Linked DNA regions of Mus musculus: all the other regions are linked to region 3. A link is a contact called in public HiChIP or PLAC-seq and promoter capture Hi-C data. All regions are on one chromosome and are shown on one strand. The core of a region is the stretch at or near the end of the contact, and the rest is flanking DNA. Distances in the headings are between cores, read along the strand shown.

Region 1 (7,425 bases), core at 682-3,181, 910 kb after region 3:
CTGTGTGCTCCAGCATTTAGATAAAGCAGATCACCAGCATCATTCCAGGGAATCGGTACATCCTAGCATCCTTTGTAAGTGTCGTACAAGGAGCGTGTCTCCTGCCCATATGCATGTAAAGTATAGAAAAATGGCCGGAACAAAGTGCTGCTTCATAAAGCAGGCCCAAATTTAAGTTTCAGCTCGTTGGTTAAGATCCTGCCTTGTGGGTGTGAGAACCCCAGTTCAGGTCCCCAGAAAGAAGAAAAAGGAGTCAGAGAAAGAGCTCAAAGGCAAAGAACACTTAGTGTTCTTACTGAAGATGTGGGTTTGGTTCCCAGCACCCATACCAGGTGCTCACAACCATCTGCAACTCCAGTGCCAGGGGATGGGATGCCTATTTCCTTGGGCAGCTGAAAGCACACGGTGCACACAGACAAGCAGGCACGCACGCGCACACACATAAATAAAAATGAAAACCGTAAAACGGCACAATAGACACCGTCATTCTGGCAAGGTAGGAACAGAGACCGCCTGATGTAGTATCTAGGCCAATGAAAGCCAGGGCAGGGAGTTAACTTGCCTTATATTTCCACCACGCCCGGCATAAAGTATTTTTTTAAAAACCCAAAAAACAGCCGGGCGTGGTGTCATACGCCTTTAATCCCGGCACTCGGGAGGCAGAGGCAGGCAGATTTCTGAGTTCGAGGCCAGCCTGGTCTACAGAGTGAGTTCCAGGACAGCCACAGCTACACAGAGAAACCCTGTCTCGAAAAACCAAAATAAATAAATACCCCCCCCAAAAAAACAAACAAAAACTAGTTAAGAGGGCTAGAGAGATGGCTCGGTGGTTAAGAGCACTGACTGCTTTTCCAGAGGTTCTGTGTTCAATTCCCAGTAACTACATAGTGGTTTACAACCATCTGTAATGGGATCTGATGCCCTCTTCTGGTGTATCTGAAGACAGCTACAGTGTACTCATATACATAAAATAAATAAATCTTAAAAAACAACAAAAAGCAAACAAACAAACAAAAAAAAAAAACCACCTAGTAAGAGTAGGTGCCTCACAGAAATCGATTTAGAACACATCTCCAACTCCCTCGTGATAAGTGAGAAGAAACTGAAGCGATGGCCACAGGAGCTATCCACCCTTCACGCGGGTACTGTCCTATCCCTCCGAAGACCTCCCCTTCCCCATCATAAGCGCTCTTCTAGGTCCTCTGCCTTCCTGTCCTTCCCTGGGGCTCCCTGACCTGGAATGCAGGGAAGGACCCTGCGCCAGACACCCTACCAACCTTCCCTCATCAGCTATGCATCCCACGTGGGGCGAGCCCCTATCTCACCATCTCGGCAGAAGCCAGGGTTCAGTGTTTTATTTCCCTTTGGGACCTATAAAGGATGTGGGGGAGGCCGTGTAACCAATGATCACAGCCAGAGACCTACAGCCCAATGGCATCGGCTTGGGTCCCAGCTCTGCCACTCTGGCCTGGGTAACTTGGGGAGTAACTTGGCTTATATTTCTACCTGTTTATAAAGTATCTTTTTAAACCCCCAAAAAACAGCCAGGCGTGGTGGCGCACGCCTTTAATCCCAGCACTCGGGAGGCAGAGGCAGGCAGATTTCTGAGTGAGCAAGTTTCCTAACTTCTTGGAGCGTCGGTTTCTTCACCTGTAAAATGGGGGTTACTTGAAACCATCGCGGGAGATGCTTACACGGGTCTGGGGCGGCGAGAGGTCGGGCGGGCGAGCTTGTGGAGCCACCAACGCCCTTGAGAACCTGCGGCTGAGGCAGGGCGGCCCGTTGGCGACCTGTGCCCCTCTCCGCTCCGGCCCAGCAGCCGACTCCTCGGAAGCTCCGGGAGGGCAGTGCCGGGCTGCTCGAGAGCAAGGAGGAGCGCGCTGCCGGGGCAGCGTGGACAGGCGCTGCTCGGCCGTACCTGACACACCCTCGCCGCTCCTGCCCTCCGCGCCTCCGGTCCCCCTCCTCCTTGCTCTCGAGCAGCCCGGCACGCGAGGGGGGTGGGGGGCGGTCCACGCGCGCGGGAGGAGGAGGAGGATGGCGAGCGGAGGGCGCGCGCCCCCTGCCGGCCAGGGAAGAGATAAGCGATGGGCCGCGCCAACAGAGCTAGCCTGAAGAGGGAGAGGAGGAGAGTATTGGGATGGAGATGGGAGTGAGGGTGGGGTGGGGGTGGGGGGGGTGAGGATGAGGATGGGAGTGGGCGAGGATGGGGATGGGTGTGGGAGAGGATGGGGGTTGGGAGCAGCTTGCTTTTCCGTGGATCTCATACACTTGTTTGTTTTCTTTGACTTTTTAAAAATGTGTAGGTAGCCCACAGGTGTCATGGTTAATGTCGAGGTCATATGGAGGTCAGAGGACAACTCAAGCCAGCCGGTAGTGGCACATCCAGGCCTTTAATCCCAGTACTAGAGGGAGGCAGAGGCAGGTGGGTCTCTGTAAATTCAAGCCAGCCTGGTCTACAGAGAGAAACCCTGTCTTGTAAAAACAAAACAGAAAACTCAGGGATCAGTTTTCTCCTTCCATCATGTGGGTCCTGGGGATCAAACTAAAACTCATCTCCTGAGGTTTGATGGCAAGCACCTTTATACTGAGCCGTGCCTCTGGATGCTTTTTACTAATATGTTTGTGGTTTTTGAGGTAGGGTCTTGTGTCTAACCAGGGCTCACCTGGAAACTTGCTAAACTGTTTGGTAACCGAGTTTTGCTTTAGTTCTTTAGTTTGGTTCTAAAGAACTTGGGACCACTCTGCTCCCACAGCCTTATCTGGCAATGGGTAGTGGGGTAATTTGCCATCCTGCCATGCTGCTTTTGAAAAATAAGCTGCCTTTTTTTTTAAGGTTTTATTTATTGAGACAGAGTTTATGTAGTGCCCAGGCTGACCTTAAATTAAGGAGCCTCTGTTTTTTGCCCCGTGTGTGCTATATGACATACACACACACACACACACACACACACACACACACACACATATATATATATATGTATACATATATATATATACAGATAGGCATGCACTGCTATGTTTACTCTTGATTTTATTCTTCCTTCCCCTGTGTGTGTATGTATGTGTGTGTGGGGTTACACATGTGTGCCTGAACACATGGGCAGATAGCATCTCGAACCTGTAAGAGTTTTCCTTGCATTGCTGAAACCCACCTACGTATCTAGTAAGGTCTTGATTTATGATTATCTAATCATAACCATGAGACTACAAAAATTCACATAGCAGCTTTTGCACTGGACCACGTTATTCCAGGCTAGCTGCGGTCTCTGGTCATAGTCAGTCATAGTGTCTCGTGCCCTTTGAGATGACAGTCGTGTTTTTGCGTTGACCACTAAGAACATTCTAGTCTCCCCTCTGACCTCTGACTCCTATGCCCACGCCTTGATCTGGGACTATAAACTTCACCAAAATATCACCTTTGTGCTTTTGTCTTTGATGTTGTCCAAATGCCTGCCACAGTGCCGGGGAGATTATAGTAATTAGGTATTGAAGGAAATGCTGGGTTTTAGTAACAGTAATAGAATGGCCCACACGATAATGCTGCTGGACTGCAGGTGCCTATTTCACTGTGTAAAATGTTGAAACTTAATTTTTGGTTTTGATTCTCTGTCTCTCTCTCTCTTTCTCTCTGCTTGTGTGTGTGTGCCTGTGCGTGCACGCACGCACCCGCACTCGCATGCATGTTCCCATGTGCTTGCAGACACCTCCCTCATGATCCTCCTTGATTTGGGGCAGGGTCTCTCTTGTTTTCTGCTGCACATACCAGGATAACGGCATCCAATGCTCCCGAGATTCTGCAGTCTCTGCCTCCCATCTCACATTGGGTGTGCCAGCCTTTCAGACTCTCACTGCTACATCCCAATCCACTCAGATGGCCAGGCCTGTGCAGAACCTTTCCACAGCCATCTCCCCAGCCTCTTGGTTTCTGGTGTTCTGAGACAGGCTTTCACTGTGTAGCCAACTGGACCCAACCTTGCAATCCTCCTGCTTCAGCCTTCTGAGTGTCCAGATTATAGGCATGCACCATCTTTCCTGCCAAACTGTTTCTCTTCTAAAAAAAGATTGTAAATAGGATTGCACTAAACATGTTTGTGTTTGGAACTTAAGGCTGTCCTGACATAGTGCCACGTGGGGGTCAGACTGCAGACCCCCTCTGTGTCCCCACTAGTGAAGATTGCAAGTGAATTTTTAACCTTAGATGGTCACAGGCCTGCTCAAGCACAGAACTGCAGTTCTGGGCCTGTGTAATATTCTGTCTGTCCTTCGTTTTACTTACAGTAATCAGAGCCTCCTGCAGGTCCTTGGCAACTGTTGAAATAGTCACTGAACTTTCAAAGGCAGAGCTCTGCCCCTCAGGATCCAGGCTGGGTCTCTTTTGTTCCATGCTATACCAAGACGGTTGCTTTAGGGGTTTTGTTTTGCTTTGTTTTGTTTTCTTCTTTTTAAAGACTGGACTGTTTGGTTTCCGGGACCCCCTCCCCCCAACAAAGGACTGAGGTCATATTTTACATATCAAAGCAGACTTGTCCTCCACGTTCTCCCAGCATCCCTTAGTCCCTACTTTGCCCCCAACCTTGAACTTTCCTGCCCTGGGGCTGGGCTGCCCTTCCTCCAGAGGCTCTTACCTAAATAACCCAGACATTTAGGGCCCTCTCCTCCTCCTCATTCCTCTTCCTCCTCTTCCTTCCTTCCTCCCTCCCCCCTCCCTTCCTTCCTTTTTCTCTTTCTTTCTCTTCCCTCTCACCGTCTTTCCCTCTCCATGGCGACTTCCCTGGCTTCTTCCCTTAGGGCCAGTGAATTCGCCCGCCCCAGAGCAGCTTCCTAATAAACCTGCTTTAATATGTTATAATCTGGCTTGAATTGGCTCATGTCACTGGTAGAGAAATAACTCTTCAAGGACCTCAGAACTAGAATTCTCTGTGTAGCCAGGCCTTGACCTTCAGATCCTCCTGGAGCTGGGCAATCCAACCTTGCATGGTTGGCAGGTTCTCTATAAATGCAGCGACATCCCCAGACTCTTTTTCATCTTCAGTGTTTTGAGACAAGATCCTGTGAAGCCCAGGCTGGTCTTAAAATCCAGATCTCTTGATTGCCACCGGTCACCGCCATGGCCAGCTAGAGGTACCTTTTTTTAAAGTGCAGTTTAGCCGGACAGTGGCGGTGCACACCTTTAATCCCAGCACTCGGGAGGCAGAGGCAGGTAGATTTCTGAGTTCGAGGCCAGCCTGGTCTACAAAGTGAGTTCCATGACAGCCAGGGCTATACAGAGAAACCCTGTCTCGAAAAATAAAAAAATAAAATAAAATAAAAACATAAAAGTGCAGTTTATGCTAAGATTACAATAATCACAATTCCAGTTGTATCTTGACCTTTTTTTTTCTGTTTAAAGCATACATTTAACTAAAAACATGGACACACTGTGTCATTTCCCCCACCACACACCCCCAGTCTGTTGTGCTTGTAAGCCAACACTTCCTTAGTTACTTACAATGAGGCATCTCTGGCTGCCCCCTGGCACCGTTATCTCTGTTTTTCTGAAGAGAATTCGGGTGGTCTGTGTTTACTCAGCCAGGATCCTACTTAAATCCAGATCCCTTGACCTCCAGGCTTCCCATCTGAACCAATATCACAATGACCTTAGCATCCTCTAACCCGGTGATTCTCAACCTGCAGGTCACTACCCCTTGGTGGCTGAATGACTATCAGCCAGTTGGTTATTTCCTGATTCCGCTAGGCTCCTCCCAGGGCCCTAGCAACAGGATTATATCATTACTGGCTGCTACCGGGTGCCTGAGCATAGAAAAGGACTGCTCACCACCGCAGTTCTCTCTCTCTCTCTCTCTCTCTCTCTCTCTCTCTCTCCCCCTCCCTCCCTCCCTCCCTCCCTCCCTCCTTTCCTCCCTCCTTCCGTCCCTCCTTCCCTCCTCTTTCTCTTCCCAAATGTTCCCAGCCCCTCGGTCTCCTCCTGCATTTCTGTCTGTCTCTGTCCCCCACCCTTCTTCTCTGCCCTCAAGGCTCTACTCACATCTGCCTGCCTCTACTCCTTCCCAGGGGGGGGGCTCCCGCCCTCCCTCCCTTCCCCCAGCTAACCCCCCTTTATACCAGATCTGTTGCATGGCGTGACTTCTCAGGAGGACACCAGGTACCTCCTCACCACATTGTATTTTATAACAGTGACCCTTTCACAGGGGTTGCGTATCATATATTTATATTACAATTTAATAGCAGTAGTCGAATTATAGTTATGAAGTACCAATGAAATAATGTTATGGTTGGGGGTCAGCACAACATGAGGAACTGTAAAAGGGTTGCAGCATTAGGAAGGGTGAGGACCACTGCTCTAACCCCTAGGCATGAGTGAGACACATTACTCCCTGGAACATTTGTTTTGACATTAATTTAATTTAATTATAAATGACTTGTTTAAAGAGCATCAAAAGACGGGACATTGTGGTTGCACGCCAACATAATTCTCAGTGACAGACTTGCTATCTTCTCTTCCTGGGGAGGATGGGTCCCAGGGGGCCAGCTCTCCTGGCTTTTTTTCCCATCATGCCTTTCAGCCTCCTTTTCGACTATTGCAGGCCTCCTTGGCACTTGATATTGAAACTCGCTGAGGCGTGGTCCTTGAGTCACCAGGCCTCCAAGCTTTAAATGTCACCCCTCCAGCAATGACTGCCAAATGTTTATCACCTGCCCTGACCTTGTCTGTGGAGCAGGCCAGGGCGTCCAACTGTAGACTTGCATGCCTACTTCAGTGTCTAGTAAATACCGGAAACCCCAGCTGTCCAAAAGCATTGTCTCCTTGAAATGGAAACTCAAGGGTTCTCTGAAAAGTCATGTTTTGCTGGAGCAAACATGTGAACAAGTGTTTTCCTGAAGCAGACACAGGTGAAAGGATGTTTAGCTAAAGCAAACGTGTGAAAGGACACGTGAAGACGGATTCTTCACTAGTGAGGTGCATGTATTGGTTCGCCTTACATGCGATGTCTAGCTCTGTTTATCATGACTGCACAGAGATGCAGACCGAGAGGCTTCTGGTGGTGCTTTGGTGGCACAGTTCTGCATTGTCCTGCATCCTCGGGCTCCGGCCCATTGGCAGAGTGATGTCAGCTGATACGGACACACTTGGAGTTTTGCTAAGACAGACTCGTGTGCTGAGGCAGACCCGTGGAGGACATGTAATGTTTTGAGGGACTGTAAATAGGACTCAGCGGACAGTGACGGGGGATGGGGAAGGGGAGGGGTCCTTGCATTGCTTGCTTGTAGAGCTGGCTTTGCAACACTTCTTGGATTTGCATCTTATCTGACCTTTGCTTCATTGAGAGAGGCACAGCAATGAACCTTTTCTGGCGTTCCTGGTGATCCTGGTTCCTCCTGCTGATTTCTCTGAAACCTGGCTGTTGCTGCTAGGTCGTGCCA
Region 2 (6,536 bases), core at 3,154-5,653, 720 kb before region 3:
AGATTTTGGTACCAATTCATGAGTAACTATTTGCTTTTATCTATCCCTTATTCAAATAGCATGAGTTCTCCCAAGTTTGGTTAATGGAGGTCATGTGGATGCTGTAACTGTGTTTACTACTCTAGCCTAGTAGCTGGAAGAAGAGGAACCAGGCCTGAGTTGTTCTCATTGTTAGACCCAAAGCTGGGCACGTAGCAGGGAAACAGTATTACTGAATGAATTTTTGTACCATTTCAACAAAACTGTGGAATGCTTCTCTGATTAGATCGCTCATATCTGCGATGCTAAATAAATAAATAAATAAATAAATAAAATCTCACCACCTCTAGTGAGAAGCAACGTAAGGGGCGATATGATTTCTTTGGGCTCGCAGTTTGAGGTTCCAGTCCCTGGTGGTGGGGAAAGGCATGGCAGAGTTCACAGCAGCAGGAGTTATGTGGCTCGGGATTACTCATCTCTCTGGGCAGCAGGAAGCAGAGACCATCTGGGTCAGGAGGATAACTCATCAGGTCCTCCCTGCAGCGACCCACTTCCTCCAGCGGGAGCTCACCTCCAAAAGATCCCACAATGGTCCAGAACTGTACCACCAGCCGGGACTCGGGAGCCTAGTGGTAACAGTGCATTGTGGAGGAACATGAACTTTCTGGTGGACAGTCCACAGTCTGGTGGACTTTTTTCTTTCTTTTTTTTTTCTTTGAGACAGGGTTTCTCTGTATAGCCCTGGCTGTCCTGGAACTCACTCTGTAACTTCTGCCACAGTGACGAATAAGCGTGTTCTCAAGTGATCATTTGCAAGTCGGGTTTCCACTCGCTCACAGAGCCAAGTTAGAAAGGTCATGATCTTAGGTAACTTGAACTTCACCTATCCATACAGACCAATAACAACTCACGTGAGTTGTACTGCAGGCAGATTGGAGCCTTTGCTAGATGGTTAGATTCAAATCCTGACTTAAACTGTCATTGATTGGTAACATGCAATGAAGCCAACCTTTGTTGATATTTTTCAACAGTGAAGCAGGGATCCCAGTAACACACACACACACACACACACACACACACACACACACACACGTCTTCGGAACCAAGCTCTTTCAAGGAAGGAAACATAGAACGCTTTCAAGTTGCTTTGAAAACAGCCATGTAGTAAAGGCCCAGTGAGGAACCTTGTGCCACTATAACTTGTGAGATGGCGTGGATGCTTCTGAGTACAGATGTTACAACATCTGTGCAGGATGCAGCACAGAGCCAGAAGCTATCAGGCAGTAGGATCAAGCTGCTAATAATTCCTCAGAACTCTGGTAGGAGCCTGGAGAGAAGCACGGTAAACCCGACAGTATTAGCCACTGTCTATAGAGTATGCATTCCATACAAGACCCACAGCAGCTTTGTGGGACACACTGCTACCGCTGGCAGTGACATGCAGTTGTTCCCATCACTACTGACAGGCCAGAGAAGTGACACAAGGAGAGGCGGAAGTAACAGCTCCAGACAGTCATTGTTAATTTTGGGACAGAACAGGAACCTGGTTTGTGTGACTCTAGAACTCGAGCTCTGAAGCAAGGAGCCTGGGCTCTGCTGGGGCTGCAGACGCCACAGCCACCTTTTCAAAGCTAGAGGAGGTAATTTCTCTGTATAAAAATAACCACATATGGGCTGGCAATGGCTCGGCAGATGAAGGCCCAACGGTCAAAGTTTGATTCCCTGGGTACCACATGGTGGAGGGAGAGAGGTGACCTCTCCAAGTTACCCTTTTATCTCCACATACCTGTATGTATGTACACACATACATTCCCAGAACAAATACACGTAACTAAAAAACCCACACATGTAGTCACATAAATGTTTTGCGTTCCAGTTATCAATGCTGCAGGAACTCAGGCTGAGCAGGAGTTCCCAGGGTTTGGACATGACAGTGTGCCACACACCGTGTTTGGGTCTTGCCTCCTTCCCATTTAAGGAGGGGTAGCCTGGCATCAGCAGAGGGGGACAGGTAGGGATTAAGTCTCCGTGCTGCTGTTACTCCGTACAAGCTAAGCAATGTTAGGCCACGCTCTAAGCCTTTCTGATATGCTAGCCCCAACGGAAAACAGAGATCACAGCAGCTACCTTCCATAGCAGCACTTGCTGTTGTAAAATGGTTAACAGCATACGGTAGGTTCTCTCCATCCAACACATAGGGACGAAGACCCTGCACTTGAGAGTGACCCTGCCCGAACAGGTCATCCGCCAAATCAAACATCTATCATCTTCCTGGCTGAACACATCAAAAGAATATTTGCCCAGGCTGCTTTTCCAGTCCAATCTTCCTGGGGGACTTTCTTGTTCCCTTTACAGGGAGTCTCAGCCTGAGCCCACTGTGCACTGCTTGTCAAGATGAGGACATGGGACAAGGCACTTTACTCTGTAACTAAGTTCCCAGGTGGAAGACACAGTGATTGTGGTACCTGCATGGAATCTTTCAACCGAGGCAAGTTATATAGCCAGATATGACCCTGAAGGGGGCAGTGGGGTAATAGTTTCCTACCACATGCTGGGGGAGGGAAGGGACCAGAACACTTGGCATTTTAATTACTAATGTAGAGACAATCTATTTACCTGAAATCCAAACCAAAAACTAAAACCAATTAGACCCACTAATGCATATTTGAAGAACAAATGAAAGTCTTAAGAGATTAAGTCATCCAACCAATCCGGTGGGGGTGGGAGCTCTCCCTGCAGGCCACCAACTTGTCTCTCAATCTACATGCAGGGATGTCTACAGACCATTTAAAAGCTGCCTACAGTTTCAGGATGGGGAATGGGGAGGGGGAGGGGAAGGAGAGGGTGTCCCTGAAAGGGCTAGTGGAACGAATAGACTGGGGCATGGTCTTTGCGTTTTTTTGTCTTATGTGAGTGCTTTTAAGGTAGGCAGGGACCGGCCGAGGGTTTCAGGCATCAGTAAGATAAGTAAATAAAGTTTGGAGATAAGACCATTATCAAGTCCAGAACTGAGCGGAGGAGTGAGGGCCGACAATGGGTGTGTTTCAGGCCATGACTCTGACAACAGGGGTGGGGGCGAGGGGCGTCTCGAGAAGACAGGCTGTTGCTAGAGTCCAGTGTAAGGTGAGAAGTAGACAAGAGTGAAGTCAGAAGGAATTTGGAGGGCGGGAGGAACCTGAGGGCTGCAGAAGGAAGTGCCAGTACTTGGAGACTACACCAGATGCTCTTCCTGGTCGGTCTTCCCACCCTAGTGTGGAACAATGTAATTTATGTGAAATTACTTTAAAAAATTTCTCAAGATACCTTTAATTTTTTCATGTCTTATTTTTCCTCCCTTCATCTCAGGAGAACCAGGGCAGCCTTGCTGGGAGGCCTTCCTGCCTGACCTTCACCTGGTGGGGTGAGATCTGGCCGTTTTAGTCAAAGGAAAATTCCCATCGCCTGAGGGGGTCAAGAGGCCTGCAAGTGGCCTCTGGCTTGGACAAGGAACTGCTCAGCAGGCCAAGGCCTAGGCTTATCTCAGAGCCTTGGTTTGTCGGAAAGGGGTCTTTCCAATGGCGCTGGGCAGCTCAGGGGACCCAGCTCCATCCAGGCCCCCACTTCCCTCCTCTTAGGTGTTGGTCCCTGTTGGACTCCCGAACTTTACCGGGAGATCGGAGCCCTGGAGAAGGGCCGGGTTCCTCCTTCGAGCCTCCCTTCGTTCCTGACTCCGCCTTTCTCCCTGAGAGAGCCGGGGTTCCGAAGCATCCCTCTCGGGGACTTTCCAGGCTCCGCGGTTGCTCCAGGAGGGCCCTGCCCTGACCGTGCCGGAGCTGGGGGCCTGCAGGGCCTCGGCGGCTGGAGGGGACTGTGACTCACCGCCGGTAACCCAACACCGCTGGGCCTCCTTTCAACCCAGCCTCCCCCTGCTCCAGCGAGCCTGGCGGCCTCCGCCACACCATAACAAACATGAAGAAGGGTGGCCCAGGAGGCTACAGCCCCGGGCCACAGAGCGTGAGCCTGGCTCTGTGCGTTGTCGCCTCTGCGGCCTCGGGGACCTGCGACCTTTATCCGAGGCCGATCGGCCCAAGCTAGCTGCGGACGGCCCGCAGTAGTTCCGGAGGGTGAGTGCGGGACGCTCGGGGAGGGGACAAGAGCACTGACGATCCCCAACCCCTCCACCTCGACCCACCCGGGACCTTGCGTCCCCACCCGGCGAGGACAAAGCAGCCGGGCCGCCGCCCCGGCCTGCGCCGCGCCGCACAAAGAGTGAACAACGACACGCACCCCGCCCCCTCCCTGCTCGGTGGCCCGGCGCGGAGGTGGGGACACCCGGGCGCCCGCCCCGCGTTCCCCTCTCGCCCCGCCCCGTCTGCGCGTCCTCCCGGCGCGGGGGCGGGGGGCGCGGCGCCCCACATAACACTCCTCTCCAGCGCGCGGAGCCACCCTCTCCCCTCCTTCTCGCCAACACCACCGCCTCCCCTGACATCGCTGCCACCTCGCCGGACGCTCCGCAGATTGCCGCGGCTGGCCAGGGGGCGGTGCGCCGAGCGTGCGCGCCCGGGACGCCAGATGTGCAGTCGCCGCCGCCGCCGCCGCTAGTGCCCCAGCGGCAGCCAGAGCCAGGTCGGGTCGTCTCAGCAATGCTGCTGCGGGGGCGACCTTGAACGCACCCCGGTTTCCCTCGGTGGGGACCACCCCGAGCCCCTGTGCCGGGACCTGCCCTCTCCAACTCGGCTCGCCCTGCGCTTGGTCATGGAAGGGGCGGCAGTGTCCGCGGCAGGGGATGGCCCTGCTGTAGAGACCGGCTTGCCGGGCTCTCCGCTGGAGGCGGTGGCCGGGGCGACTGCAGCCCCAGTGGAGCCCAGGAAGCCGCACGGGGTGAAGCGACATCACCACAAACACAACTTGAAGCATCGCTATGAGCTGCAAGAGACCCTGGGCAAAGGTACCTACGGCAAAGTCAAGAGAGCCACCGAGAGGTTTTCAGGCCGAGTGGTGAGTAAGGGAAATTCCTGGAGGGGTTCGAGCTGGTTCCCTGGTGGCCCAAGATGGGGGCGGGGAGACGGTCTGGGGGCACCACGCCACCGGGGCTCCCTTCTCTAGAAAGGTTTCAGCAGAAGCCCCCAGTCAGACTCCTCACTTTCCTTTCAGCACCCCGTGACTCAGGTGTATATCTCCGAAAACACTTGTTACATCTTGTCTGCACATATTTTGGGGGCTTCTCTCACCCCACCTTTTTTATTTTTTTATTTTTTACCCCAGCTAGCAAAGTAGTGTTTAGGATTCACATTTTGCAGCTTTGAGAACATGGGGTCTTCCCCAAAGACACACCTTCAGACCTTGTCCGGGAGTTCCTTATTTGTACAAACTCCAAAAAGACCTACATTATCAGCCATGAAGCTGGGCTCGAAAGTGTGGTGTCCTGTAGTTGCTCAGGACCCCCGCTTCTTTCCCATCTACCTGCAGTCCCACTTCTCCTTTCCACTGGGATGCTTGCTTACCCTGATGCTGCTCTTGCTGCAAAAGACAGACTCCTCCTGTCTATCAAACCTAAAAGCTTCTACTGAATGTCTGAGGTTTCTTGACAGCTTGCATTCCCGCCTCTGGCAAGCATGACATGTCCCTGGCAGGGGTGGCCATTCAGTCCCAGAGTTGATTTGCAGCAGGCTCGCTTGCCTTACCAGGTCCTGGCTTCAGGACTACTTAAATTGTTCAAGGGGTCTGGCCGGCCGCACCCGATACAGCTGAAGCTCTGCCAGGTGCCTCGGGGGCTCAGTATTGTCCCAGTTTTGGATTGTTGTCGGTTCCCCCTCTGCAGAACAGGCCCTTGAAATCCACACTGGTTGTGGCTAGAGTTGGGTTCAAAGTGACTGACTCTTGCAGAAAGAGTTTGTGTGGTGTATGGCAGAAATGCACATGGTTCTTTGATTTAAAGCATATCAGATGTACTTTAATCGATTTAGGGCCAAAGTCAGAAACTATGACGCTTCTCGTGTGTGCAGTTTTTCGGGGTACTGGGGGACTGGGGGAGGATGCTGTTGCTTATAAACCTAACCAGTAGCTACAGGGAGGGCAAAGCGAACTGTCAGTGTGTTGGTAGTATTTCTTTTTTATTTATATAGAGATAGTTCTGTGGAAACTGATTGCGGTCAGCAAGGTTTGCTCTTGTAATCTCAACTATGTGGCCAGCTGCAGAGCCCCTCCGCTTCTCAGACTCACTGCCCACGCTGACTTGCGTTATCATCTTTAAAACGTCTGTTATCAATGAGTTGGAGATAGGGATTTGTGTTCTTAAAATAAACTTCTCTGCCATACATGAATTTTATGATAATTGCGCAGGTGCCCTTTGCTTTCTAGACTGAGAATTCTGTGTGTGTGTGTGTGTGTGTGTGTGTGTGTGTGTGTTGGAGAGATTATCTGCAGATGAAGAGCCTGAGCAGCACGCTCATTCATGCGTTTCTTCCCGAGGTGACACTCCCCAGGCTGGACGTTGAATAAGCGGAAACTTAGTGTAGCTCCTTTCCCTGGTTGTCTTAATAGCTGATGAAGAATCGTGCTGGTAAGTTGGAAAGCAG
Region 3 (7,080 bases), core at 3,795-6,294:
TCAGCACATGGGAGACAAGGCAAGAGGATCAAGCATTCCCGAAACTAAATAAATAAGAATTGGAAGAAAGCTCTGTGGTGCCGTGGTACAGTGCTTGCCTAACACGAGCAAAGTCCTGAGTTGGGCAGCCAACACCAGAAGGAAAAAAGAAAGAAAGAATAAGACCCTTAAAATGGGGAGTTTTTCCAAACTCAAAGGGGTCTCACAACACCATCAGCATCAACAACTCAACTCCCCTTCCAGGAAGCCTTCTCTGATGAGCCCTGTCGCTCGGCTGCTCTTGGTGCATTCTACCATCCACTGCTCTCCTGTCCCATGCGACTGTTCTCACAGACGAAGCCTTCCACATCTAGCTCCTCAACAGCCAGAAAACTGGACTCCAATCTCCAATCATCTCTTGCTGGCAGCTCCTCCCTTGTCCTGTAGTCTCTGGGACAGCGCTCTGCACAGCGGTAGGCCATGGGTAAGCTTGAAGTCAAGGACACAGGGAATCTGAAGAGTGACAGGGTCTCCATGGCCGTGAGACCACATTCCCCAGCTTCTCCACTGATGTGGCATACAGACTCACATGTTCTCAGCCCCTATGCAGCATGTCTATCTGTCATACTAGCCAAGTTCCCTAGGCTACAGCCAAGAAAGTCAGTGGTCCAGATAGCTGGGAGAAAAGAGAAATAAGTGTCTGGATTTGCCTGGATATGTGGGGAACAAAATGAGCTTCACTGGAAGCTAGCCCTGTCTACATAGCAAGTTCTAAGTCAGCCAGGATACATGAAGAGACTGTCACAAAGATAGATAGATAGATAGATAGACAGACAGACAGACAGACAGACAGACAGACAGACAGACAGACATGGTTTCAGACCTCTTGAGACAAAAGCATATTTGTCGTTTTCGTATAGAAAAACATTTCCAGAAGCCACCTTTTTTTCAACGTACTAATAACTTCTTACTGCAAATACGGTAATCTCATTTTACAGAGTGTTTCGATCCATTATCTGGAGTTTCACATAGGCCCTAGGAAACAGGGTACATCCAATTATACCACCACAATATAGATAAAGGAACCAGAGCTCAGAAAAGCATAGCCAAATGCCCCCCCACAGCAACACAGCCAGCAACAGTTATCAAAGCCTGAGCTTCCAGTCCAAGGTCACTCTCCTTCATCTCCATTTGCCTTTTTAATTACATTCTTTTTCTTCAGTATGGCTACTGAAAAGTATGAAATATTGAAAGCAGGATTCCTGGGACATTTTAAAAACTACACTCAGTTCATACCTAGAGGTCCAGGACAGCCTCATCCATTCACGGGATCTCCCAGGCTCGGGACAGGTCTGCAGCCCGGCCCTTACTGACTGTGATAGCAAAGCCACGGTTTGCAGCTGGAGCAACCATCCCTGTGTTGGGGTATCCCTCTCTGCTCTTCCACGTCTCATCTTGATGTGTTCCCTTTCAGAAACCGAAATTCCTACCACCAGCTGACAGACAGAAAATAACAATGACCAAATGCCGAAGGCAGCCAGCTGGACACACAGGCTGGGGACTGTTTGAGAAGAACTTCTCAAAGCCAAGGGCAGAGCCTGGTTAGCGATGATGTCGCCAACACGCCCCCTCACAGCGTCCTCTCCTTCCGGTCTACGGGATGTACCACTCCCTGCCCTGCTCTCTCTGAACATAAAGTAATTTTTAGCAAAGAGCAAGCCAGAGAACAGCGTGCTCTAGCATGCCTGTCCTTCACAAACAAAAGCAGATCATTAAGGACGGGCACTCGGAGGGATCCTTTCCGATGGAGCTGCACTTCCCTTTACCCAGGGAGAGAGCTACTCAAAAGGGGAAAAGTCAACCTAATGCTTGCAAAGAGAATCTTTTTTTTTTCTTGATCCCAAGAAATAGGATTTTTATTTTCCCCTTAAGAGACAGTCTGACTATTCTGGAACTCCCCATATAGACCAGGCTGGCCATGAACTTGGGAGTGAGCCTCCTACCCTGTCCCTGACTGTAGGATTACCAAGATTAGCAGCAGAAAGATTGGAGGATTTGAGGTTTGTTTGTTTGTTTTTGTTTGTTTGTGGCAGATAGTTGTTTTGTTGTTGTTGTTGTTATTTTATTTGTTTACTTGATTTTGAGATGGCTTGAACTCACTATGAAGTGAGGGACTAGTGTGGATGGCCTTGAACTTCTGACCCTCCTGACTGGAGTGTTGAGATTTGGTCTGTTGCTATGTATAATAATGCTAAATTCCTGTATCCCAAGGCCTAGTTGCCTCAGGAAGAGTGAATTCTCACAGGTAACAGCTTTTGTTGTGTAAACCTTGCTCCTTAACTTATTGGTTGAATAAAGATGGCTACAGCTTGTAGTTGGGCAGAAGGGAGGTAGGTGGGGCTTTGGTTCCTGGGCTTGGGGTCAAAGTCAGAGACTGTGGTGAGGAGAGGGGAGGAAGAAGAAAGAAGGTACCAATGGCCGTGGGGTAGGTAGATAGTGAGCACATGGCCATGAGGGCGGCCTGCTGGGGTAGGACCGGCCCAGGAGGAACTTAGCGACAGGGAAGCAGACAAACCAGCATAGAGGACTGATATCTGCCCAGCTCTAGTGCTTTAAGGCTTATTATAAATACAAAGGTTTTGTGTCTTTCATTTTGGAAGCAGATGATTTAATGTGGGGTAGAAACCCTTTTAAAATATTTACCAAGACATTATAGACCGGCACTACCATGCCCACTTTATTGGGTTTGGAAGATAGAGTCTATAGGGTTTGTGTGTGTTAGGCAGGTACCACCTAAAGCTACATCTCCAGCCTAAAATCCAATGTCTCCACTCCTTGGCCACCCCACCACTGAAATGTAATTTGTACATTAACGTTTCTGTTATCATCGTTCCAATTTTCACTTAACAACAATACTTCTCCCTCTAGCCCCAAATCTGACAAGCAGTCTGTTAATAAAATGTCGCTGTGCAGGGCTGAACTAACAGCTCAGCAGTTAGGAGCATTTGCTGCTCTTGCTGATCACCCAAGTCTGGTTCCCAGCACCTACACAGTGGCTCACAATGGCTTGGAACCCAAGTTCCGGAGGATATGCTGCCCTCTTGTGGTCTTCTCGGGCACCTACATGCACATAGCGTACAGCTGCACATTCATAGGAATAAAAATAGATTCTTAAAGAATGTAAATGCGCCAAACTTTCTTCATTTCTAAATCTTTTCTGGGTCCTCCTTTCAGTTTTTGTTTTTGTTTTTTAACATTCTCAACTCTTTTTTTTTTCTTTCAGCCAAGCACGCGTGCGATAGGTTACACTGAGCCTCAGAACGGACATTTGACGCTTTGACACTTTTCCTGATTTCCTTGTTGCAATGAAACGGGGCCACACCCCAGCTTAAATCCCGCCCCTGCTCTCATTTGCATAGGATACTAACTAAGCTGAGTCACTGCTATAGGAATCTAAAAGATTTGCTTCCCAGTGGCTGTCTGCAGATACCAAAGACAGACCTAAATTCAAAACAACGAAGGTCACCTGGAATGGATATACTTTCCCTGGGCCTAGACTCCCAGATGTTTTAGTTAGATCCCTTGAGACACACTTAATCCAAAAGTATCACATTGACTGTGCCCCACACCCCAAAAAAAAGATAGACCAAATCTGGCCAATATTTGAATAGATTTCCACAATGGTTCCCATCCTGTAAATGTTTAAACAAGTTCAGCCAGGCTTGGTACTGCAGGCCTTTTGTCCTAGGTCATAAAGAGACGGATCTAGGAGAGTAGCAAGTTTAAGGCCAGCCAGAGCAGCACAGTGAGATCAGGGCATGCCTGGACAACTTAGTGAGACCCTATCTCAAAGTAAAGAACGATACCAGGAATACAGCCCGATGGTCAAAGGTCTGCGCAGCACGTGCAATGATCAGACCCTGAGTTCAAACCTGAGTGCTTCAATCAATCACAAAAATAACTGCCAAGCCTTAAGGACTTGGCTATGGGAGGTGACATCCCTAAGGTTTCAAAACTCAATAGCTGGACACCCACATCCGCTCCGCAAACACTGCAGTATTTGACTACCGTTTGCGCTTGCTGGTTAGAGTGGGCTGTGATACCTGACTGGACTCAGCTAGAGAAGGTAGGGAACCCTATCCAAAAAGACGCTAAAATACGTCAGCAGAGAACACCACCCCAAACAAATCCCAACATCAGCTAGTTTTATCAGAGGGTCTGAATCTTACAGTAAGTTACTTGATACAAAGCCTGGCTTAGCCAGGAAAATCTAGAAGCCCTGCCCTGCCAATCAACGAAATGAAGTCGTGCACAGACAAGTTTGGATGTATTTTTAAGTGAAAATTTATCAAAAAGAGAGGCCAGTCCAGAGCTCCATCAAGCTAATCTGTGCGTCTAGGTACCGCAGCTCCTCTATGAAAATCTTAGCGGGCAGCAGGGTGGGTCTTAAGTACGCAGACCCAAACGGATGCGTTTTTAGAGCCCTGCAGGCTGCTGTCCCCAACCCACTGGCACTCGGCCCCACCCCCAAAAAAGTCCCGATTTGCTCAGCAACACTTTCCCAGGCGCAGGGACTGGGAGCCAAGGGGTCCGGGTGAGGCCTGGATGCAAGCCAATAGAAAGGGGATGTGAGGGACCAGAAACACGTCTGGGAAATTCTGCTCCCCAGAAGGATGCAGAGACAGGCTGCAGGACCCAGGCGACTGTCCTCCCCGCTGAATCCGGGCGTGACCGCCCCCGCACAGGGGCACCGGCTTCCTCTCGGTCTTTCCAGAAGCAGGCGAGCTCCAGGCTCGAAATTGAGGATGGGCCGAAGGAACTGCGCCCCCACCCCCACCCCCGCCGCCGCCGCCGCCCCCTCTCCCGAGGGACCTACGCCCCGCAGCTCTGCTTACCTCGGCCCGCGGCCGCGCTGGTGGCCGTGGAGTTCCCGCAACCCATCGCGCCACCCGCAGGGAAGCCGCGCTCTGGACCTCAGGTCCCAGTGGAGGAGACCCAGAAGGAGGCGGCGCGCGGGACTAGGGACAGCCCTAGCCCCGCCCCGCGCGGGGACCCCCACGAACCCACCCGTCACCGCGGCAACCACGGCACCGACCAATGCGCAGCCTTCTGCGCGTTCCTGGGCCAAGCATTGGTGGCGGTTGAAAGTGGGCGGGAGTTTAAAGTAGGGTTTGGGGGTCATGGCAGAAGGCGTGGTCCGCAGCAGGTCTCACCCGCTCGCTCTCCCTCTTGTTCACCTTCGCTCTCTTTCTTCGTGGCCCCTCCCTGTCCCCAGGATGTGGAGAGGAGAGGAAGTGACAGGGAACACCTGCTCTGAGTATCCTGGGTGTACGTCTGATAAGGCTAAGGTCGACAGACTAATTGATATTCAGATCTGAAGAGGAAACCAAAACCTCTCCTGCTTTCGAAGAAAGCTGAGACAGCTCCATCCTTCCTCACTTAGAAAAACCAGCTCTGCCCCAGGTCGGTCAGACCTGGTGCTCCTCCTTACAATCAATGTCTCCCAGATCTGTAACTAGAGTTGTATACCCTGCTTTCTGATCTAAGGCAGATCTATGAATCTCCGTGGTCCCTAACTGCTGGGACCACAACTCCTGCTCTGCCCTCTGACAGCTGTGGGACTTTAGGAGCCACACTGAGAGGTTGTAAACTGCTCAGCACCTGTGCCTCAGCTAACACCATCTGCTATAATAGGTCTTGAGCTTTTGAGCAGTAATACAAATTCCTTAAAGACGAGGACCCTCCGTTCCCTAGTGTCCTCCTGGCTCACAATGCAGAATCAATAAAACTCATTGAGAGGTAAGCTCAAGCCAGGAAGTAGAGCTCCGGTTTAAACTCGCTATTTATAGAGAAGCCCTGACTGTGCCAAGTTCTTTACTAAGCTCTGGGGTTGCAAACATGTGGGAGACTGTGTCCCCAGACAGACAAATTATAAACAAATTAGCTACATCAAAACAGGGACACAAATGGAGTTATACAGGGTGGAACGGCTTAAGAAATGGGCTTAACTCTATAGGTATGTTGAGGGGTCATATAAAAGAGTGGTTCTCAGCCTTCTTAATGCTACATATGACCCTTTAATGCAGTCCCTCATACTGTGGTGACCCTCAGCGATAAATTTACTTCATTGTTACTCCACAACTGTAATATATATATATATATATATATATATATATAGAGAGAGAGAGAGAGAGAGAGAGAGAGAGAGAGAGAGAGTTTTGTGACAAAATACTTGACAAGATGTAAATTAGGAAAGGAAGGGTTTATTCTGGCTGATGATTGGAGGGAAGTTCCATCCATTGTGGTGGGGAAGGGAGGGCGTTAAAAGCACATGAAGCTGTTATAGGGCTGGAGAGCAACAGTCTTTCTCAGCCAGGGGGGTCTGAGCCAGAGTCCTAAGGTAGTGGACACTTAACTATCGCCATGATTGACCAGAGGCAGTGACTCCAAGCTCATTGTCCTATGCCAATAAAGATTAAAGTTGCAGATGCTTGTAAGAGTGAGGTGGGAAACTTTATTAAGAGGTTTACAGGGAAAAACATTAAAGGATAATGAGTCAGGCTCCTAAGACATAAAAGTTCGGTAAAAAGAGAAAGTAACTCTTTTGGTGTTACCTCCTGCCCTGTGAGTATCCTAAATGTTGTCAGTTATTCAAAGCTCTGTCTGTCCTCACAGCTACCAAAAGGCAGCTACAATGTTACAGCTGCCTCTTAACTAACTGATGGGGGGGGGTTATCTTGTGGGAGCAGCTCACCGATGCTGGGCTTGGACCTCATGGTTTGTCTGAGTTGTATCAAATCCTTGAGTGACTTGTACCCAGCTGTAAGGGTCTTTGTCTTGGTCGTCCTTGGTGAGTCTAGCTTTGGTGTTTAAACCTAGCATTCTAGTTGCACTTAACATCCATTTACACTGTAACATACGTGAGTAGCTTGGAGTTTGCATCGGGAGCCGTTTTCCCTTTGGCTACTGTGAACTAAATTCCTGCCTCAGGTGGCTGGTCTCACTGGATCCAAGAGCAGACAGGAAACTGCTGGGTCGTATGATAACCTCAGGGCCCACACCCAGTGACCCACTCCTTCCAACAAGTCTCTACTCATGAAG
Region 4 (7,274 bases), core at 2,997-5,496, 700 kb before region 3:
GGAGAAGGAATGAGTCATTTTCTTTCTTGTGACAAGTCTCTCCCAGGCAACAGGTTAATAATGTTTCTTCAAATGTTTGTTGAACCCTTTTGTGGGCTAGGCCCCTACACGGGGCGCTGGGAAGGAGTAGGCAGGCTCAAAGAAGCTCTCTGAACCTCTTGAATATGTGCCTAACCCTTGCCATTTCTAGATCTGTATCTTTACACTCCATCCCAATCCCTCCTTGCGAGTGCATTTAAGAGGGCTGATTCTCTGCCCCCACCCCTTAATTCAACTTCTCAGAATCTCATCACTGCCTGCGAGATACCCACTGTGCCTCTTTGGCTTCCTCGGAGCTCAGTGTTAGTGGATAGAGGTGCTAGCAAACAGGAATGTTGCAGAGGACCTCTAAGCAGCGCAGCTCCCTCCTGTACTTCCCAACAGACTCGGAAGTAAATAAACTGTCTTCACCTAGCAGAGCGGTGGGCAGAAGAGGCTAACAGACTTTGGTTTGTCTGGGGCGTTCTGAGCCCAGCACAAAAATGCCTTCGCCCTAGGTGAAGCATTTGTTCTGGGTGGGCAGAGCCCCACTTTACATCTTAGTAACAGGGAGCACGTTTCAGGACAATCAAGTGGAACGCTCAGAGCTGGGCAGGCAAACTGGTGGCTGGTATTCTGGAGAGGAGAGGGGCTAAGTGGAAATCTCACTGGGTGATAGCCACTTTCTTGGGTTTGTAGGCTGGTCCAAGGGCAGAGGGAGGATCCTAGTGGCCAGAAACCTTATTGAGTGACAAGCCTGTTCCCCACACACAAACTGCCTTACCCTCCTGTCCTTTCCCGATTTTAATTTTTTCATTTCCTCCCTCCCTCTCTCTTTTTTGAGCATGTGTGTGGTAGGGGAAGGTTGCTGGATTTGGGACCCAGAGCCATGTGCAGGCTAGGTTGGTTCTCTACTACTGAGCAGCATCCCCAGTCCGTGACTTATTTTGATCTCGATTTCTTGTCCTTGAACCTGTGCGATTATCATGGTCAAGATATCTTGCAGGGATGTAGAGGCTCAGAGGAAGTGGCCAATGAATGACTGTCCCCAAATCAGAGCTGCAATTCCCAGGTGAGGCCATCATGAGTTAGGGGGTTCCTGGCTGCATCTGCGAAAGACCTGTGGTGCCAGACACTGCCCCCAGCTACAGTGGTGCAGTGATGTTGAGACAGACAGGTCCCTGTTTCCACAAAGCTTACTGTCTGCATCATCAGTGCAGCAGGAGCAGAGTAGCCCCTGCTTATCCTCCTCCAGGCTAAGATGCCCACTAAGATGCCCACTAAGATGCCCACTAAGATGCCCACTAAGATGCCCACTAAGATGTCCACTGCCCAGGGCCTCTCACCAGCCTTCTCTTCTAACGCATCCCACGTGGCTGAGAAATATGGGCAACCTGAGCTTGTGAGTTATTGCAGCATCTGTTTTGCTAATGAAATCTCAAAGCCAGGCCTGATGGGGCTGGCCTGTAATCAAGCTATTTGGGAGATGGAGGCAGGAGGATCATAAATTCAAGGCCTACCTGGGTAATTCAGTGCGACTGTCGCAAAAATAAAAAGTACAAGAAAAGGCTGGGGCTGTGGATCGGTGGTAGATCGCTCGCTTAGCAGCTACAAAACTCAGAGTTCAATCCCTGCCAGCACTGGAAAAGAAAATCCCAGGATATGAATGTGCTGGGACTATGTGAAGCCTCAGAAGAGAAACACTGAGCTGTGCAAGAAAAACACAGTTTTCCAGAAAAACACTGTTTTTGAAAGGTTTTGAAAGTTGCTTTTATTTATTTTGAAAACCCCTGTTTTTATAACTGGAGGTGCAGCAGAGAAGCTGGGCTTTGTTGCCGCAGCTAGCAGAAGAAGGAGAGGGTCAGGCTGGACTTTTTATGGCTTTATCTGGTGATGTCGTTTGCAAACCACAAACAAAGCAAAACAAACAAACAAACAAACAAAAACCCAAAAAAAGCAAAAACAAAAAAACAAAACAACCCCCCAAAACCAAAATGAAACAAAACAAACCCTCCTTCCTGCCCCCTTGCTTCAACTAGAAGAAGCATTTGCTTCTTAAAACAGCTCACGAAGGAAAAAAAAATTATAATAAATATTTAGCATTTCTCTGGTGGCAGCAGCCTGACATTCCTCCCAGCCACACAGTGAGTTCTAATTTGATGAAATGTTTGCATCGGCCACCAATTTTCTGGAGGAATTTAAGAGGCTTGTATTTGTGCTTAGGCTTAACACGAAGAAAACTCATAAAATCTGCCCAGTGTCCTGGCCCGGTGGGATGTGCTCCCCAAGGACACAATGGCCATCAGTGGCCGTGACACGGGAGAAAGATCTCATTCAGTCATCTTTGGCTGACAGTGGGGTGTTCTCAGCTTCAGTCCCTGGGGCTTGGCTGGGCTGAGTACCATTCCCAAGTCATCATGGGCTATAAAAACTCCAGCCAGAGCACAATGCCTCGCACCTGGCTCTGCCCGGGAACATCAGGGCATCCCGTAAGTGGGCGAGATAGCACATGGTGCACCATCTTCGTTCACGGTGAGGCCCGTGTCTTTTTTTTCCCTCCTAGTCTTTCTTTCTCATCTGCCTCAGACCAGCACTGTCAAAGAGGGACACCTGTGGCTATTATGAAGATAATAATAGATTAATTAGTTAATCTATTATTAAGATTAATTGCCATGATATCAAGGGATAGATTCAGTTTCTTGGTTGCACAAGCCACAGTTTGAGTGGCCAGTAGTCCCTGTATGGCTGGAGTCATCTACCAGTCCAGGTAGTTCTGTTTGGCAGAGCCTAATGCTTGGTAATGAGGTAGGGACAGGCTGTGCCACCCCACACAGCTTCCGGTACTGCCTGTTAAGTATCTCTTCCACTGTTTTGATGTACCCACGCCCCAATCATGTCTAGATGGGGACCTGGGAAATAGCATATACTCGATGAGCTTTTAGATGGACAGGAAAATGCCTGTATCAGCATTGTTTGGTGTGTGCATCACACCTTCTGAAAAAAAACTCAATAGATACATCTAGGGTTACCCTTGTCTGGAATTACCTGATATTTTTGACTTTGTCCTGTGTGTCAGGCACTGTGTAAGCCTCTGGGATGGTGCTTATTTCAGATAGCGATTTTAAATCTGGAGGGACGAGCCAGTCGACAGGATGCAGCTGTGAGTGTCCACAGACTGTCTGTGACACCCCTGCCCCACCCCTACCCCTGCCACCAAGAGTCTGGTTAGCCGGATTGGGTTAACCTCTGGGACACTTAGTAGCGTTTGCATGTTGACTAGTATACTCAAGTGATTGAAGGGGAAGGGAGCAGACTACAGTTGGCTCTTCTTGACAGTGCAGTACTGTCCCAGGGACCCAGCACAAGGTTTATTCTGTCTGTGTTTTCTAACATGCAGGGTGAGCTGTGATGCTTGGTTCTTGTCTTGGGATAAGAGCTGCCCTCGCTTTCCACGTTATCTTAACACAATGTGACAATGAGAACAACTACATAAGCACGATTGCATGCCCGTGATGTTCCAAATACGTTAAATAGCCAATCTGATTTCATCCTCTTAGGTGCCTTAAGTGCTGCACAGCATCGTGGCTCCTGTTTGACAAATGGGTGAGCTGAGGCAGGGAAAAGGGAGGCCGTTGTTCACTTAGACTGCTTGTGAGTGGATCTGTATCCCAAAGCTCTGGGGTACTGCCACTCACGGCCTCTGTATTTACGCAGACTCTCTGGAATGCCAGATGCGTGCTTTCCTCCAGTCGCTTAGAGGCAAGTTCAGGTATATTTAGGAAGGGCTTGTTTAGAGAAATAACACATGTGGACATTATGATCTACAGTGGCTGCCTCTGGATAGCTGTCCATCCCCACAGGTCTGTCTCTGTACCTAAGGAACACAACTCATTCGGAGGACATTCCTATAGGCCTACTGTGTGCCAGCCCTGATTAGTTTACAAGGTATATAACTTTTATAAAGACTGAGCAGGTGTGACCCCAGGTCATTGTGCACAGCTCCCCCATGTCCCTAGAGTGGAAAATACCAGTTGTAGTGTGGGCGTCACCGAAGCTCAGGGGCCTGCACTCCTGAAGATGTGCCCATCTAGGTCTGGTCACACTGGTCTTGCTCCTAGAAGGATTAACCTCCCATATGCTACCGGCATGTTTCCCCCATAGGGATCTAGTTGTCCAAGCCATTCCACAGGGCCTAGGGGTTCAAACCCTTTGCCCTGTTGCATCATGGGCTGCCCCGTAACTCGGCAGCTGGCTTGTTTTCTTTCTAGGCCCCAGAAGTAGTGACCTTTGCCTGTCTGTTTATTTCAGGGAAATAATTCCATCCGGCGAGTATCGATTCCCTGGGGGCTACAGAAGCATGTCTGGAGGGACTTCTTTGAGTGGGGTGTCCTGAAACGGCCTCTCAAAGGAGGTGGCAGCTGCTTCCTTTCTCTCAGCCCCTTCTCACTTTGCCCTCTGAGATCTTCCTCTGAGGTTTTAGTGTTTGAAGCCTGGGGTAATGTTCTTAGACCTATGTCTGCGTAGATCTGTTTGTTAGCAACATTGATAAGAATAACCATAAGCATGCTTGGAACGTATACAGGGCTGTATGGATGTGGTAGTGTGTGTGTGTGTGTGTGTGTGTGTGTGTGTGTGTGTGTGTTTGATGCTTAGTTCATTGCCCTTTGCTTGTTCTTAGCAGCAGTGGGGTAGACATAAGTCTAAAACCAGCCTTTTAGCCTTATGAGGGGGAAGTGATGATCATACAACCATTTCCTGGCCTTAGAGGAGGCTGCGTTTCGTGGCATGAAGACTGCAGTGTCAGAGGCTGTTGACCTGGCTGGATGCTAACCAAGCAGAAGTGAATGCAGAGAAACCTTACAGCTCCTGCGCATTCATCTTTCCTCGAGCTGCAGGCAAGGAGATGTAGGAACTAGAAAACTGGATGTTTAATGTGGAAATAGTAAGGAGCTATAATTGAGAGTTCTGGATGCACGCATGTTCATGTGTGTTTTCCCTGGAGGATGGAACCCACTTGTAGATGAACTAAGTCTCTTCAAAACTGTAGGCATTCACTGAGGAAGCCTGGTCAGGGAAACGAGCCAGAGCCCTTTCCTTGGTGCCTTCAGCTCACTTCTGAATGGTCCTTGGTAGCCTTCTGGAATCTTTCTGTCTGTTATTCACAGTTTATCTGGCCCCTCCATCAACTTGTACTCCTTTTCTTGTATCAAAAGAAATTGTCTGCTCAAATCTTGAACGTTCATGGGACAGAGAAATTAAAGATTAAAAGGGAAGTTAGTTGACACGACTCAGGTTTTACGTGTAGGCTTTACTCTGTATGTGCACTCATATGTAGTACATGCATTGCCCGTGTATTTTGTATGTGCGTGTATGCACGCGCACATGAGTGTGTGTGTGTGTGTGTGTGTGTGTGTGTGTGTGCAGGCAAAAGTTGGTGTCAAATGCTTTCTTGTGTGCATATAAGCATGTGCACACAAGTGCAGGTACCCAAGAAGGCCAGAGGCATTCAGCCCCTGGAGCTGGAGTTACAGGTGTGTGTGAGCTGCCTGCCATGGGTACCTGGATCAGAATTCCAGTCCTCTGCAAAAGCAATATATGCTCTCAACCTCCAAGTTGTCCTTCCAACTCCCCCCCCCTCCTCTTCCTCCTCTTCTTCCTCCTCTTCCTCCTTACTTTTGGAGACAGTGTCTCTTGATGAACCCAGAACTCACAGACTAGGCTAGGCTGCCTGATCAGCAAGCCCCAGGATCCCCCTGTCTCCACCTCTACAGTCCTGGGCTTATAAATTCAAAACCACTGTGCCCAGCTTTTTACGTGGGTTCTAGGGCTCTGAGCCCAGGTCTTCTTCACGCTTGTGTGGAAAATGCTTTACTCACCGGACATCTCCCTATTCCTGTAGTCGCCATGTCTTGATTCTGTCAGAAATGCTGTTTCTGATCCCATTTTTCCAGCTTCTCTACATTGTTGGCTGTGACTAAACTTTTTGGAATGACATTAAATGAGAAATCTGTTGTCTGCAGGGTCCCAGTGCATGGATACTGGGGCATTTCTTTGGGGAGCTTTTCTGGGGGGGGATATATTCTATTCTTATTTAGTTGTTGGAGCTGTGTCGGTCCTGAGAGTGAATCTAGTGAAGTTTGGTGTTTTTGAACCACTGGATGAGCCAACTTATGGGGAGCAGGCTCCTGGGGTCATCAGCTGGTTAGCGTGTTGCTGACCAGGGTCCCATGACTCAAGATCACGTGTATTTCCTATTCTCTATCTGTTACTTGTGTCTTACACTGTGGGCTAAGGGATAAGTAGTTTGGTAATTAAGGAGTCATGGTTGTTTGGAAAATTGAAACCAGAAAAAATAGTCCTTCCCTACTTCCATCATCCTGGTTGCTCAAGTGACAGAATTTTGAACTGCTGTTGTTTAGAGGGAGTAGGAAGCAGACTTTATTCCCTTTAGCTTGCCCAGCCAGTCTCTGCTGGAACATAAGTCTTAGATTAATTCTGAAATGGACTCAGAAACACCCTTGAAAGCAACTCGCCTGATTATCAGCACATAGCTTACATTTTATGACCTGCTTAGAGCCCAGCTCTTGGGATGAACTGTCTTATTTACTTCTTCATCTTCTCTGCAGATGGGGTGTTCACATCAGAGACAGGCTGGCTTCAGATGTCTGCTCCAGGATGTTTTAGCCCAACTGTATGAGTCCATTAAACAAATGTAAGCGTTTGAGGGGAGAGAAGAGCTATGTCTCAAACCAAATGTTTTACATGGAGAACATCTGGGGAACATTGGTATTTGTGTGTTTGGTACATCAGAGCGCAGCTTGCTGGGCCTCTGCTGGGATGTCTCTGGCCCTTGGTGGCTGGGTTTGACAGTTGTGCAGTGAAGGCCTGGATCTTACGAAGCACTGTCACAAAGGCAGTGCTTGGGGTGGACAGTCTCTGTAGCTCCACACTCTGAAGTGTTCTGGTTAGCTCCCTGACCAGATCACCACAACTCAGGAATGGTTTGATAGCTTGACCCCTCCCACTGAGCCCTGGTCTCCAGAGAAAAGAGATGTTATATAATGCCAATATCTACTTTACCAGGTAGCTTTGAAGACTGGACAAAATGCCAAGGAACATATGTGACCCAGGGGAAGCAACACTGGCCCCAGAGTCCAAGGATCTGGGTTGAAACCATAGTGTTGACGGATGATCTGTGGAAGCACGAGGGAACCCTTCTTTAGATTGTTTGTCCTCCTGCAGAATAGCCTATCTCA

Evidence for each region. Promoter capture Hi-C pulls out the DNA fragments that hold promoters and counts their contacts. HiChIP or PLAC-seq counts read pairs in DNA pulled down with a chosen protein or histone mark.
Region 1: a contact with region 3 is called in a promoter capture Hi-C map of embryonic stem cells, with 2.3 times the contacts expected there. The contact joins the promoter of 1700028I16Rik here to the promoter of 1500009L16Rik in region 3. A contact is called at or near these places in 10 of 39 promoter capture datasets (the 3T3-L1 cell line, cranial neural crest, embryonic stem cells and 6 more) and 1 of 115 datasets of contacts at active chromatin or transcription factors (embryonic stem cells).
Region 2: a contact with region 3 is called in a promoter capture Hi-C map of embryonic stem cells, with 4 times the contacts expected there. The contact joins the promoter of Nuak1 here to the promoter of 1500009L16Rik in region 3. A contact is called at or near these places in 19 of 39 promoter capture datasets (the 3T3-L1 cell line, 3T3-L1-derived adipocytes, the C10 cell line and 10 more), 8 of 484 Hi-C or Micro-C datasets (cerebral cortex, embryonic stem cells, palatal mesenchyme and 1 more), 13 of 115 datasets of contacts at active chromatin or transcription factors (the NIH/3T3 cell line, astrocytes, embryonic forebrain and 6 more) and 4 of 9 other capture datasets (adipose tissue, embryonic stem cells, liver and 1 more).
Region 4: an H3K27ac HiChIP or PLAC-seq map of large pre-B cells shows a contact between it and region 3, with 10 times the contacts expected there. The contact joins the enhancer-like site here to the promoter of 1500009L16Rik in region 3. A contact is called at or near these places in 6 of 39 promoter capture datasets (the 3T3-L1 cell line, embryonic stem cells, hippocampal neurons and 2 more), 2 of 484 Hi-C or Micro-C datasets (both in embryonic stem cells), 6 of 115 datasets of contacts at active chromatin or transcription factors (astrocytes, embryonic stem cells and large pre-B cells) and 2 of 9 other capture datasets (embryonic stem cells and macrophages).

What each region holds. Positions count from the first base shown.
Region 1 is chr10:82,806,629-82,814,053 of GRCm38.p6, reverse strand. It overlaps 1700028I16Rik (RIKEN cDNA 1700028I16 gene), which reads right to left and starts at 1,931. Exons shown (of 3, transcript NR_038042.1): 1 at 1,695-1,931.
Region 2 is chr10:84,438,535-84,445,070 of GRCm38.p6, reverse strand. Nuak1 (NUAK family, SNF1-like kinase, 1) reads left to right here and starts at 4,403. Exons shown (of 7, transcript NM_001004363.2): 1 at 4,403-4,956. The coding sequence starts at 4,714.
Region 3 is chr10:83,720,829-83,727,908 of GRCm38.p6, reverse strand. It overlaps 1500009L16Rik (RIKEN cDNA 1500009L16 gene), which reads right to left and starts at 5,044. Exons shown (of 6, transcript NM_001145198.1): 1 at 4,875-5,044. The coding sequence starts at 4,920.
Region 4 is chr10:84,421,598-84,428,871 of GRCm38.p6, reverse strand. The region is part of intron 1 of Nuak1 (NUAK family, SNF1-like kinase, 1); the gene reads left to right. Among named protein-coding and RNA genes, the nearest start is that of Nuak1, 15 kb to the left of the region's middle. Within about 2 kb of position 4,246, at least 32 of the 459 cell types and tissues checked have an H3K27ac peak or open chromatin away from gene starts, as enhancers often do. A contact at or near this core is called in liver, where this site is marked.